3 separate regions of the Lactuca sativa genome follow, and regions 1 and 3 are each linked to region 2. Evidence: chromatin contacts called from public Hi-C data. All regions are on one chromosome and are shown on one strand. The core of a region is the stretch at or near the end of the contact, and the rest is flanking DNA. Distances in the headings are between cores, read along the strand shown. Region 1 holds the start of LOC111880328. Region 2 holds the start of LOC111880347 (17.3 kDa class I heat shock protein). Region 3 holds the start of LOC111880322 (metal tolerance protein B-like).

The links. Hi-C and Micro-C count contacts between places; a contact is called where the count stands out from the background.
Region 1: a Hi-C map of leaf shows a contact between it and region 2, with 4 times the contacts expected there. The contact joins the promoter of LOC111880328 here to the promoter of LOC111880347 in region 2. A contact is called at or near these places in 2 of 4 Hi-C or Micro-C datasets (both in leaf).
Region 3: a contact with region 2 is called in a Hi-C map of leaf, with 2.6 times the contacts expected there. The contact joins the promoter of LOC111880322 here to the promoter of LOC111880347 in region 2. A contact is called at or near these places in 2 of 4 Hi-C or Micro-C datasets (leaf and seed).

What each region holds. Positions count from the first base shown.
Region 1 is chr8:111,644,337-111,648,777 of Lsat_Salinas_v11, reverse strand. It overlaps LOC111880328, which reads left to right and starts at 2,197. Exons shown (of 3, transcript XM_023876751.3): 1 at 2,197-2,651; 2 at 3,904-4,441. The coding sequence starts at 3,973.
Region 2 is chr8:111,898,008-111,902,893 of Lsat_Salinas_v11, reverse strand. It overlaps LOC111880347 (17.3 kDa class I heat shock protein), which reads right to left and starts at 1,321. Exons shown (of 1, transcript XM_023876770.3): 1 at 479-1,321. The coding sequence starts at 1,065. The coding sequence ends at 598.
Region 3 is chr8:112,103,852-112,108,656 of Lsat_Salinas_v11, reverse strand. It overlaps LOC111880322 (metal tolerance protein B-like), which reads left to right and starts at 3,397. Exons shown (of 5, transcript XM_052766994.1): 1 at 3,397-3,571; 2 at 3,913-4,805. The coding sequence starts at 3,913.

The sequences.
Region 1 (4,441 bases), core at 948-3,447, 250 kb after region 2:
ACTTTTTTAAAACTGTTCCTAAAATATTAGGACTTTACTGTAGATATCCCACATACTTTTTATATTATTTTTAAGCTTTTTTTTTTTCAACAAGATTTAAACCATCATTTTTCGGTTAAATGACACATTTTCACTAAAATCTGATACCACTGGACTACAATCCCTTTGATAAAAACATCTTAATTATTTTGATGTTTAGCTATTTTACTTTGAGTAAAATATAAAATTGGTTTGTTGTACTCGCAATTTATTTATTTATTTATTTTTTTCTAACCATATGAGTTCTATGTCTGTTATTTATTAAGAAAAATGTCATGTTTAAGTCATGTAAAATTACTTAAGTGTTCTTATTTATTTTATTTAACATTTTATATTGTATTTTTTTTATAAAAATAATTGTAAATGTGATCACAACCACACCCCCACCTCCACCTCAACTTCATACAACAAACCCTAATTGTCGCTCTTCATAGTCTTTGACAACATTTTAACATTATGACAAAACATTACAATCGATCTTACACACATAATAAAAAAACACACAACTTTCCTTTGACCAACAATTCATTAATCACATGAATTAACTTCCATAGGTAAAAACGATTGTTGAAATTTGTAATGTGATTTTCATATTATCATCAACATGTAACATTTTTTATTAACAATATTTAATAGAAACAAAACCATAACAACACAAATTAATATCATTTGTTCCTTAATTACAACCATTTTGTTCTCTATATCGACATACAACAACTGAATAACGCATGATCTATTCCTAGTTTTCCTACTAGAATCACCCTCGACGTTAAGATCTTGTTAAACATAAGCTTCATAGTATCTCATTGTTGCCTTTAAAGAATCTCAACTAGACATTTTCTAAAATGATTATGGTGTCATTGAGATGACCGATACCGACGTAGTACGTTAAATTTTCACCCCAATAATAGCATTTAGAGAACACCAGTTTTGCGATCATATCTTTAGTTACTCATCTGCAACCAATGCCACCTCCAATCTCTCCTCCATTGATGTATGTAGGGTTTCCACCGTGGAGGAAATAAATTTTACTAATGGAATAAGACTATAAAGGAAGTCCATATATGTTTGTCGAAGTGCGTCAACAAAATATATTCAACTTTTTATGTTTCTCATATAATAAAGAAAACAATGGGAGAAAAGAGATGGAGAATGAGAAAAAATGGTTGTGAGGAAGGGGTAGACAAAGTCATGGAAGTGGTGGGGTGGGGTGTCCATCTCATTTTTTTTCCTTTAAAATATAATTAGAACATATTCAATGGTAAAACTATGTTACAACTTAAAATTAATCTAAAACATAGTGATTTTAAAATGCTTTATAAAATCCCACTTTTAAAGTTCATAAATGTACCATAATTTAATATTTCAAAAATTATGTCCTAAACTCCAAGTAAACATAAGTTCGTTAAAAAATGCAAGTAAAGTAACAACTCACGTTAAATGTTAAGAAAACATATAAGGTCTTCATCGTTATAATCAATTTTGGCCAACAACCAGACCGAAATGCAACTCCGAGATGCGACGAATATCATATCTGGAAGCAATTTAAATAGAAGGACCAATGGTATGTCTGGTCAATTTCAGGTCCAAAATGACTAATTCAAGAATAATTGATCATTTCGCAAAAAAAAACACAATTATTGATTATTTCCTTTAAGAATAATTTCATATATGGCTATAGCTGTAAATATTTTATATATTTTAGAGTTGTTTATATGTATGATTTAAAAAAATAATTATTGTGATGTAGAAATTTTGATTCTATTAAGAGTAGAAACTAGAAAGAACAACTGAAATTAAATTAAATAAGTAATCGACATCTCAAACGAACCGTTGTAACAACTTAGATCACCAAAATTAAGAGCAAAAACTAGATTTGCCATGTATTATGAAACGGATAATTTTATAGCAAATCTAGACATCCCCTTAGTAAAAACCTAGGATTTATATTTAAATCGTACAAAATGTATTTTTTTGGAAAATGCAAAACCGATTCTTAGCATAATATGAGTAATATTTTTTAAGGGAGTAAGGTTTTTCTATTCTTTAAGACTTTATACTTTAAAAGGATAAAAAAGCATAGCCTTTTAAGCATCCAATAATAAAGACAATCGCATTTGCACCAAAAGGAAGTCGTGAAGTGGGTTCCACATGATTCACCCATCTAATCTTCTGATATGGCCACCCGCGAATATCTCCACCTCCATCAGCCGTCCGATCGAAAACGACCCTCTGACACTCCTCTAGAAACCGAGTGGTTTCCAGCCCCAACGAGGAAAACAAAACCCTTTCAGTTTCACACCCCATAAAATACTTTTCATCACTCTATTTTCACACACTACACTACTTTTCTGTGAAAATTTCTTCGGATTTTGGGGAGGAAGATGATGACGAACAAGAACTTGTAGAAAGTCAAATCTTTTTGTGAGATTTTCTTGGGAAAAGGAGATTTCTTTTGAGTACTGAGATTTAAGTTGGTTTTCTTTGTTTGCTGCGAGGAGCTTTGTTTTTGTGCCCACCGCCCACCGACATATTGCTCTTCCTTTTGAAGAACCAGTTAAAGTTTGTGCATTTTCTTCATACCCCAGGTAACTGTTCGACTAAATGCCTCAGTGAGTATTCTTCTTGAATCAGTACTCAAACTGTTACTGTTTATGCTTTTTATGGTTTTTGTTTAGTGCAGAAATTTTGAGCGATTGTTCTGCTCTTATGTTTCTTGATAGCTCTGAAAAAAGAAAATCGACGATTTTCACCGGAAAAAGGAAGAAAATTTCCCTGTTTTAATAAAAATTAGCACCCAAGTTTTGGAAGTAACAAGCATTTTCTACTGAAGATCTTGATTTTCATCTGTTATTCAGTTATTATTATGGTCAAAGAAACACTTTTTATGCGTATTTCTTGCTTTTGAAGTTGAATCATAACTTGAATCTGGGTCTACTTTATTGTATGTATGCTTGTTGATTCAGGGTCTACTAACTACTTTAGTGTGTATATGCTTGTTGATTAATTAAGAGAATAATTCTATCATGGCGTAGATATAACCAAAAAGGAAACTGAAGCAAGCATGTGCTCAATGCCCTCTTGATTTATTTTCCACTCAATTACTTTTGTGCTTTTTGTTTTTGTTTCCCCTGTCTTAATCAAAGGTTCAATATTCAAAATCTTCTTTTGAATTGTTATCCGTCTTTCTTTTTCATCAACAGGGAATCTTAAGTTATGGAGTTTTTTTTTTATGATACACAGAAATGTCATCATCTTATCTTCATCATCACTGATGTTAATGATTTTAGGACCACAAGATTCTTAATTTCATTTTCTTTCTTGTCGTAGTCCTTGTGTAGAGTAGACTATTCCTAGGTTTTATTTCAGCTCCTTGAATTAAAACTAGTGAAGCTATTATTTTCCTTTTTCGATATCCAATTGGTACTTTAATTGTTTAATGTCTCGGGAAATATTGTTAATTTTTAACAATATCTTCAAATTTTGTTAAATAATTCTATTTTTTATATTAGGAATAATCCCAAAAAATGACCACTTTATGATTATGATGTGATGTTTAACAAAGTCACCAACTTTTTTAAAACTTTCACGAGAAAGAAACGAGTATTTCGTATTTTGAAGCAATAATTTTCTGTACCTCAAATGGGTAAAGGGGGACCATAAAGGAGAATCTAAACCATTAGCTATCTTGGTGTTTTCTTGATTTTAAAGAATCTTTTAAGATTTTGGCTATTTGTAGGAAACATATCATATGTTCTGAATTATTTGTAACACATTTGGTATTTCTTTTTCTTTTTTTATCGTTTTATGTACTATAATTTTCTTCTATTGTTTCTCATTTGTAATCTTAATTGTTGTTTTCAGATGACATATCTCCCTCTTGTTCACAAAATCATGTGAAATTTTCTTGAAAAAACAACCGAAATACATAAGATGGGTGAGCTGGCATCTAATCGTGCTACATTCCGGTCAAAATTCGAATTAGAAAAACGTCACCATTCCCATTCCGACATCCGTTCCAAAGTTGTAAAAAGTCAACCCAAGATGGAATCATCAACACCTTCAATGGAAATGGAAGAAATCATCAAACACATGAAGCATTTACCAAATTATCTTGAAAATGGAAAACACGATCGAGCTTTAAGCTTTGGAGTTATGGATTGGAATCGCTTACAAAAATGGCAAGATTTCCAAACTCATAGACACGAATTTGTTAAAACCAACAAATGTTCATCATCTAGCAGCAATTCCTCTTCATTGTTTTCAACCGATGGATTATCTCCTCAATCAAGTCAAAGTCAAAGTCAAAGTCAAACCTGGTCTCCTTCTAGTCAAAAAGTCAACCGGGTAACTCTACAATCTCATTTCACATCATCTCCAAATCAAGATTTCATTATAAACA
Region 2 (4,886 bases), core at 72-2,571:
CAATATTAAGGAGCTCGCTAGAATGTGTTTAATTATTTAAGTTTGATGAACAAATTTTGGGCCTCACGTTAGGGCCCAAGTTTGTTTTATGATTCAGTTTAACTCTTTAGTAATCTATCATCGTAAACTCAATGTTTGTTCACTTATTTTAAATGAATCTGAAATAATCAGAAAAAAAATTGTTTTATTCTAAAGAACAAAAATTAGATTCAAATTTTGTATTTTTTGTTAAAGACACGATACCACAACCGGAAGATAACAATATATTCATTTAATAGATAATTCAAGATTTTTTCAACCAACTATATAGTTGCCGTTACATATAAGAATTAGATAAACCTATAATTTATATAATAAAAATGAATATTCAACTGTTTGATTATATAACCAAATGTTTTGAAAATTGAAGATTTAAAGCATTTCTCTTTTCCCTACGCCAATCAGAAGCAATCATATTTCGTAATAAACCATGGTCAAATGAATAGGAATATAAATTTATTGTGTATTATAGGAAGAACAACATACAACCGCGAACATTATGTCGAACACTTGGTATACAAACACAATACAGAAAAAAGTACATACGTGGTACAAATTCTAACCAGAGATTTGAATAGGCTTAACATCAGGCTTCTTAACCTCCTCCTTTGGAATAGTAATTGTAAGCACTCCGTTCTCCATTGAAGCCTTCACTTGATCCATCTTCGAATTCTCCGGCAACCTAAACCTCCTTGTGAACTTCCCGCTACTGCGTTCCACCCTGTGCCATGTATCATTCTTATCTTCTTTCTCAACATTCCTCTCACCGCTGATCTGCAAAATCCTGTCGCCTTCAACTTCCACCTTCACTTCCTCTTTCTTGATCCCAGGGAGATCGGCCTTAAACACGTGCGCCTCCGGTGTTTCTTTCCAGTCCACACGGGCGTTCACCAAAGCAGAGGTTTCCGTCGACGCATCGGATGGAGTTGGAAAGGGAAAGTCTTTAAAGGGGTCCCAGATATCAAGAGAGAATGGGTCGAAGATGCTGCTTCGTCTGCCACCGAAGAAGCTGGGAACGATCGACATTTCTTTCACTTCGATTGTATTTGGGACTAAAGAGGATGACAAACAGATCGTTTCTGAATATTGCTACAATGCTTACTTGACGAGTTGAATTCTGGATGCGATTGGTATTTATAGGTTGGACTGAGGAGATCCAAAGAACCCTCTGGATAACTCTTTTCGCATTTTTCATTTATGATTGGAGTTCAATTTTGGATCATCTTTTGGTTCTTGACGTTTCAAGGAGTTTCTAGAACGATCTTTGTATTCTTTGGGCATACTTTGGAATCATCTTTTTTCATATCGATTGGCATCCCAATTTATTTATTAGAGTTAAATGATTTGATATGTTTTTTTTTAACGGCAAATACAAATATGTTACAGTATTATTTTGTATTTTATATTTTATATTTTATATTTTATTTGTAATATATTTAATTTAATAAATTTTAATGAAATATATTTTTAATAACTAAAAGGTTTTTTTTAGCATTGCAAAACTTAATAACCATTTAATTTCATATCCATTAAATATTAATCTATCGTCTTAATAATGTTTGTTTGACATTTTATTCAACTCTTTTATAAATAAAGACTTCTTTCATTAATAAAGTCTTATTGAATGAACTTGTACATTATTTTTTTTAAGTTTTGGAAAAGCTAATATAACTCACTACTATTTGTTTGATTATTTATTATCATTTCTATATACTAAATAACAAATCATTTTCATCTTTTTTGGGCCATATGTTAAACAAGCGATTCCTTTACTGTTGTATCAAGAGAGTGATAAAAAAACATTAGACTGAAATTATAAAATGCATAACACTAAACTTAATAAATAAATAATGCTAAATTTAAAGAAAACATAAATTATAATTATAAAAAACATAAGATTGAATTTTTAAAAAAATAAAATAAAATAATGAATAAAGTCCCTCTATCTGTAAAACTCCATAACTGTTTGATGGCGTTGTATTGATATCAATACGATTAATTTGAAAGATATGTTCTGCCAAATCATTACGAACCTTTAAACGTTATCATTGTTACGTGTACCGTAGGGTATTGATCTCTTTTTGAACACTTGAGGGGATGCTTTCGTTCTCTCATACGTGCATATTGTTTTTTCCTCAATTTGTAAAACTTCATAATCGTTTGATGGCGTCGTATTGATATCAATATGATTAATTTGAAATATATGTTCTCCGAAATCATTACGGTCCTTTAAATGTTATCATTGTTATGTATCTTCAATCTTGTTGTCATGTATGGTAGGGTATTGATCTCTATTGGAGCACTTGAGGGGACGCTTTCGTTCTCTCATACGTACATATCATTTTTATCTCATCTTCGATAATCATATTATATGGTATGATACACATATACATAATAGCTAAAAGCTTTCTCACCTCTTGTGGATGTGGCGTAAATTCTAGTATGTTCAAACACCTCTTGAGGGATCCAAACGTTCGTTCAACATCATTTTTAGTTTTTTTTTTTTTTTTCTATTTTATGCTTCATGTGTCTCCCATTAGCATGATATACCAATGATTTCATAATCACAAGAAATTCACGATAAATGTCATTGACAAGATAATACATATAACTCTGTCACTTTATTTACTTGAAACGCCTGTCGAGCTATAAATATTGATGACACACCTAAAACATTGAGACCATTCATTTTGTTACGTTGATGATGACATTTTTATGTAAGTATGTTTGGTAAATAAGTGAAATATGAATATAAATAAGGTTTATATAAAATGCATGTAGTGTATGTAAATTTATGGTTGGTAAAAAATTGAAATTTGTAAATACAAAATTGTTATATAATAAAAGAGAGAGAGAGAGAGAGAGAGAGAGAGAGAGAGAAGAGGTTTCTGACAATAAGATGTCGTTCCCCCATCATCTTCTTCACATTTCATCTTCCGAAACTGTTCGTTCGAAGATACGTGTTCCACATGATTGTTGTTTGCCAACTAGTATGTCCCCGCACTCCGCTTAGCCTAACCGCATAACACAAAATGTTTCTTTTTTCTTAGACCCAACATGGAAATCATTGTCTTCATCTTGAATTTCAACTTCCTCTCGAATTATTTTCTCTTTCTTCTTCTCTTTTCACTTCTTAAGTAAAGTGACACATACATCCTTATCATATTTGCTTGAATTCTTACAAACAGCAACACCTTTTTCTTTGAATCTCGAAACGTGGTACTTTAGCTTAATAATTCTCGCTTTACGTATAAACCCACATAAATTGCATTGATTAAATATTTATTTGTAGGAACACAAAAGTGTCATACTTCCATCTAGTATCATCTAAATTCATTTTTATAAGTGCATCCGCGTACTGCTTGCAGTTGTTATTGGAGTGGTTGTACCATCCAAATTAGACTCTACACTAGCTTTGTATCATCTTTTGAAAAAAAAAGATCGACATAAAATCAAATTCTTGACACAAATGAAATATTATACATTTGAATTAAAGACAAATCAAATATTATGTATTGATTGAATCTTTATTTTTAGGAACACACAAAGTGTCATACTTCCATCCAAGATCATCTGAATTCCTTTTTAAGAGTGCATCCGGGCACAAACTACCAATTGGTGTTGGAGTGGTTTTGTAACATCCCGTTTTCATTTGTAAAAGTTATAAAACATTAATCTTTTTTTATAAAAATAAAAGTGAAAATATATTATGGTTTAGTTGAAATGATCAACATGAAAGTCGTATTAGACATCAAGACGAATGTGTGGATATAAAAACTGTCAAAATTAGAGCTTGTATGAAGAAGTTACTTCCTCCGTCCCATATTTATTGTCCACTTTTGACTTTTGAAGTCGTTATACTTTAACTTTGACCTTAAATATTTTAATTTTTGGTATATAATACTCAATGCAAAATATATGAATTGATTGTGTTTTAAATGTTTTTATTGTTATAAGTTTCATCAAGTAATATATAACACAAATTAAAATATTTAAGGTCAAAGTTGAAGAATAAATACTACAAAAGTCTAAAGTGGAAAATAAATATGAGACGGAGGTAGTATAATTTTTTAAAGTTTCGGCAAATTTTAGCCTTTTAACCTGTGTGTAGCATTAATAACCTGACACCACCTATCGGCGATTGTGTGCAAGAAATTATAAGCCTTTCCAGTGTTGGTATGCAGCGTATAGAAGGGCTACGCGACACGTAGGTCATGATTTCAACCCTAATAGAGGCTCGAGCCTCCCTCTTTCATTACACCTTTTCTCAATCAAATCTCTCTCTCCTTCTCGAGATTTCAGTCCCACGTGATTTGATTTCTCGTTCTCAAGTATCAGTAGGGAAGCTATGGAGGTTTCAGAAGGATAACTTTAAGGAAAAGAAGTAAGTGTCGAAGTTCCGTTCGTGGCTATTCAAATTTCAATAAATCGAGTAAATTACACTTACTCTTATATATAACCGATAATATTCATAGTCATTGTTATGAACATATAGTATTGGATCAATCACTAAATCCAGTTAAAGTATTGATTGGTCTACTTACAGGAGATGTGTATAGAATAAACACATTGACCTGTTTGTTGGATTTCAGAATTGTTATATGATGAAATGATCTTGCCTCCCAACTATCTTAACTGTCCAATCCTTAGTTAATAGCGAAGAAGGTATAGGATGGGAATTGGTGAAGGATCTTGATATTAACTCTTATGCTTAGATAGTTAGTAATCAATATAGTATTATAGGTTATTGCGTGTTGGTTGAGCCGTTTGCAAACCAACATACTTAGTTATTTTGAGAATAGTCAGGTGTGTTATCTCAATATACTATGTGTTACATCGTATATCCT
Region 3 (4,805 bases), core at 2,148-4,647, 200 kb before region 2:
CTGCGGTACTCTCCCCTATCTAGTCGCTCTGTACAAGAATATCTTCTTGTTATGTCGGGGTTGTCCCGACCGAGTGTTTGAGCCAGCGTCGGGGCTATTTCCTTACGTTCTGAGGGATTCATCCTTTTTTCCATGCATATTTTTTTGCGCGCTTTCATCATCTTGTTTAAGAAACCAATTAACTTTCCTAAGTAACCCTTCTGCATTATTCCAATCTCGTCCTACTAATTTACAGAAGAGCTCTCCTTATAATAACCCAAATGTGAAAGTCGCTATGATCATCAGATCGTCTCTAGTAGATATTCTTCTGCTTATCTCGTTGAATCGCTTAAAATAGGCCTTGCTCGACTCTCCTTCTCTTTTCTGCATGAAAATATTGCATGGGCTTGCTGCTGGAATCTCCTTTATTGTATGAATCTATTTTAGAACTTTTGGAATAACTCCTCGAAGCTGTCGACGCTCCTCGGGGGAAGACTAGCTAGCTATTAAGGGGTGACCCGTCAAGGGTTCCTGCGAAGTATAAACACCACAGTTTTGAATTTGTAGGAATAATCTTTATTGCCCACTGAAAATTGGACACATGACCGTCTGGGTACCCTGTGCCGTCATAGGGCTTCACTCTAGGTCCTTTCAAACCCACGGGAATAGGTGTGTCACTTATGTCATCAGTAAACGGGTTTCTGAAGTTTAGCTTTCCCAGTGATCTGTTGTATTCTTTTTGTTTGACCTTTTTCATGTGAATCTTTAAGTTTCTGTCTTTCTTGCATGTATGATTTCCTTCCTTCTTCCTCCATTTCCTTTCCAGTTGCTGCACTTAAACGCCATGTATGCACCGATACTTGGTCATCGTTTTCTCTTTTGCATGTTGGCTTCTTCTCCTTGTCCCCATATGACCTCTTCATGGGTTTGAATCGTTGGGACTCCTCAAAGTCCTTCATATCTTACTCATTTTGCAGTTCTTCCTTAAGAGAAGGTACATTTGTATCTCTCACTAGTGTTACAATCTGTGGTGTTTTGCCTTGTGCTTCTAACGGTTGCATCCTCGTGAACGGACTGTTATTGACGTTTTTATAGGATTTCTGGTGGTGACCATTCGTTATGGGTCCCATAGATAACGCCACATGATGCATATCCAGATTTTGGTCCTCAATGATCCCGTAACGCCGGTGATGTAGAAGCTACAAATCCTGAGATAACAACACACGTGAGTCGTTCACCGGGAATGCTCCCGGAGAACACTCTGATGATAAAGTCAGGAAAAGATAGAGTGAATAGTGTTTTGTGTAAATGTAAGTTCGAGTACTTTTTCATACCTTTACCTACCTACCGAGGCTCTCTTTATATCAGCTCATCTTAGGAATAAGCGATCCGAAATGTATTGTGCATACGAGGGTGTAATCCTCATAATGCTCCCGTTGTCGAACATATAAGAATGGTACTAAAGAGGAGTCACCAATCATGTCAGTTTGTTATTGGAGAGTCGTTAGAGGCCTTAAGTATTGTACGACATGACCTTTGTCAGGATTATTAGTTGTATACCCGTTGCTTGTACATAATGCTTGTTCTCTTAACCTTACTTCCTTTTCGTGGTTCAATAGCCTCGATAGGTATAGCTCCACGAATCATGTGTCGGCCCTCCGAATGTGGTTCGAAGGTACATGCCTCAGCAAATCAAGCCTTAGTGCCCTGAATGTAGTTTGGAGGTACATACCTCACTAACCAGGTATATACCTCATTAAGCAACATATTTCACCGTCTTCGTCATACAAGATTAACGCGTCATGCAATCGGCATTTCAACATACTTCATTACTGATTATGTTCCGGTTGTTACCAATTTTCCTTCTAACTTCAACTAAACATATCTTTCTCATCTTATATTCAATTTCTATGAACTTTATATCGTCACCAAGGAAAGCTCTTAACAACCCCATTACGTCATTTATGACTTAATACACATGAAGTTAAATCCATTAAGTCACAAAGTAACTACCAAAATGTAAAATTTTACATTTTACCCATGTGGTCTAAATATACAATTAGTGGCTTAAATCACTCAAACCAACATAATAAGTCATCATAAAGATAACTTTTAACATATTTCAACTAATTCATAATACTAAATCTTTATAATCTCATCACTTTCATAAAAATGACCAAATTACGATTTTAATCCAAATCTTTTACATTTTTTAGGAATGTTACATGTAGTTTCAGTTTATATTTTTATGTTTTTGATATATCAGTTTTAACTATTAAACTTCTTAATAATGTAGATATATTTTTTTTTTGTAAATATTAAAAACTTATTATAACTTGAATTAATCACTTGAGAGATAAAAAGTTTTAAATACAAATGCTTTGGGATAAAAGTTTTTTTTTTGTTCTTTTTATCAATTTGCATCGGAGATGCTCTATCTAGTAAAATATACTCATTAAATATTAAATAAAACTATACAAGAACATATTAGAATTATAACCATTCATCGGTTAAGTCGATGATCTAAAATTATATATTTTTTTAAGAAATGTTCAATATCCTCCAACTAAATATTTATATTTGAAAATTAAATACCATTTACTTTTTCTTTATTCATATATTAGTTTATAACCTGTGGGAACCACGGTTATAAAATTAATTAATTTTTTATAGTAAAAAATCAAAATTATTAATTAATTATTTTAAATAAATTATTAATTAAGAGATTTTTTTAGTTATATAAATTTTAATCATTGATTTAAATAAATATGTGAAATTCTGTCATTTTATAACTTGTATTAATTTTATTTTAATTTTTATTCTAATATTATTAATTTAATGTAATTAGAATAGAAAATTTAAAATTTGAAATGGAGTTGACAAGTGGCATGCATTAATTAAAAGATATAATAAGATGACACATGACAAAAGGAGAATAAAATATACATTAATTAGGAGGCCTAATAGGATGACACATGTCAAAAGTAGAATAAAACTATTTTTTTTATTAGAATAAGAATTCATATTCATATAAAACAATGACATGTAGAATCCATTGATTTTCTATCTTAAGTTTTTATTTTTTAGTTTAGATATTTTGTCTTGATCATGAATATGAAGATTAATAGGAATAAAAGGTAAAAAAATATTTGATTTCTTTTCACATTTGTACTGGATCACAATAATTGTTAAAATCAAATCATGAGATTATAGAAAAAATGGTTTAACAAGCATGTCAGTTATTAAATAGGGTAGAGGTAGATGATGACATATGAGAATAAAGTAGGGAGATTTTTTTTAATATAAATATGAAATTAGAAGATTAGAAGTTTGAAAAAAAAAAACTTGTTTAAAAAAACAAGATGTTTAGAAGTTTGAAAAAAATATTGTTCAAAAAACAAGTTGTTTTACACGTTTTACAGGTGTGGATAGCATGACCCTTTCGTAATTGTCATTAACATATGAACAGACCAATGCAAATTGAGACAATCGCGACCTTTAATACGAATTCATTCAGATCGGAACTTCTGAACTCTAACTAGGGTTTTCGTCCAAGTTTCTCCATTTCAATTTCATCAGATCATACTCAAAGGTAATAAGTCAACCCAAAATTTCGCTCTATCATTACATATCTTTGTTTTGATCTCTCCGATTATTTTAAGCTCAATATGTTGCTCGAATCCGCTAATTTGATCAAATAATAGTTGGTATTCATCAATCCCACGAGTCAAACTCAAAGTTCGAACCTCGTCCGAACACCATTAATCGTTTTTTTTTTGGACTGCTGGTGTATGATTTGAAGCTTAAGTATTAACAGATCTATGTTATTGTTGAATCATCGGTAGTTATGATTGTTTTCTTAAGGTTTTGTTCAAAATATGAATGATTCGAAGTTAAAATATGAGATCTGATCGCCTTAATTTACTAATGTAGATGGAACATCATCATATTGCAATTCCGATTCCAGTCACAGATCACCATCTCCCAGAACTGGAAATGGTAAAAGCTTCGAAGCTGAAAAAACTCTGTTGTGATCGTTGTTGCTATTTCTCCAAACAAGAACATAATGTTTCTGATTCAGAACAACGATCCAGATCTACAGCCAAGCTCTCTGGACTCATATTGTTTTACATAATCGCTATGGCAGTTGAGATTATCGGAGGTTTAAAATCAAATAGTTTAGCCGTTCTTTCAGATGCAGCTCATTTACTCACTGACATTGGTGGATTCTCAATCTCTCTGGTTTCTGTTTGGGCTTCAGTTGGGAGAGCAACTCCACATCAGTCATTTGGATTCAGTCGAATCGAGGTTTTGGGTGCTCTTTTATCTGTACAAATGATTTGGGTCATTTCTGGGTACTTGATCTTCGAAGCAATCAAAAGAATCGTTCATAAACAATCAGACGTGAATGGTGGATTGATGTTTGCCATTTCAGCTTTTGGTTTTGTAATCAACTTCATCATGGTCATCTGGCTAGGTCATGACCATGCTCATGATCATGGCCATGGTCATGATCATGATCATGATCATGGGCATGATGTGAATGAAGAAGAGAGTTCAAATCTGGTGGAGTCAACTTCTAAAGGAAAGAGTGGGAGAATGAACATAAACATTGAAGGGGCATATTTACATGTGATATCGGATATGATTCAATCGATTGGAGTGATGATAGCTGGATTGGTGATATGGGTGAAACCAGATTGGTTAATGGTTGATTTGGTTTGTACTTTGATCTCCTCTGTTTTTGCTCTAGCTACAACTCTACCAATGGTTAAAAACATAATTTCTATATTAATGGAGAGCACACCAAGTGAATTCGATGTTGT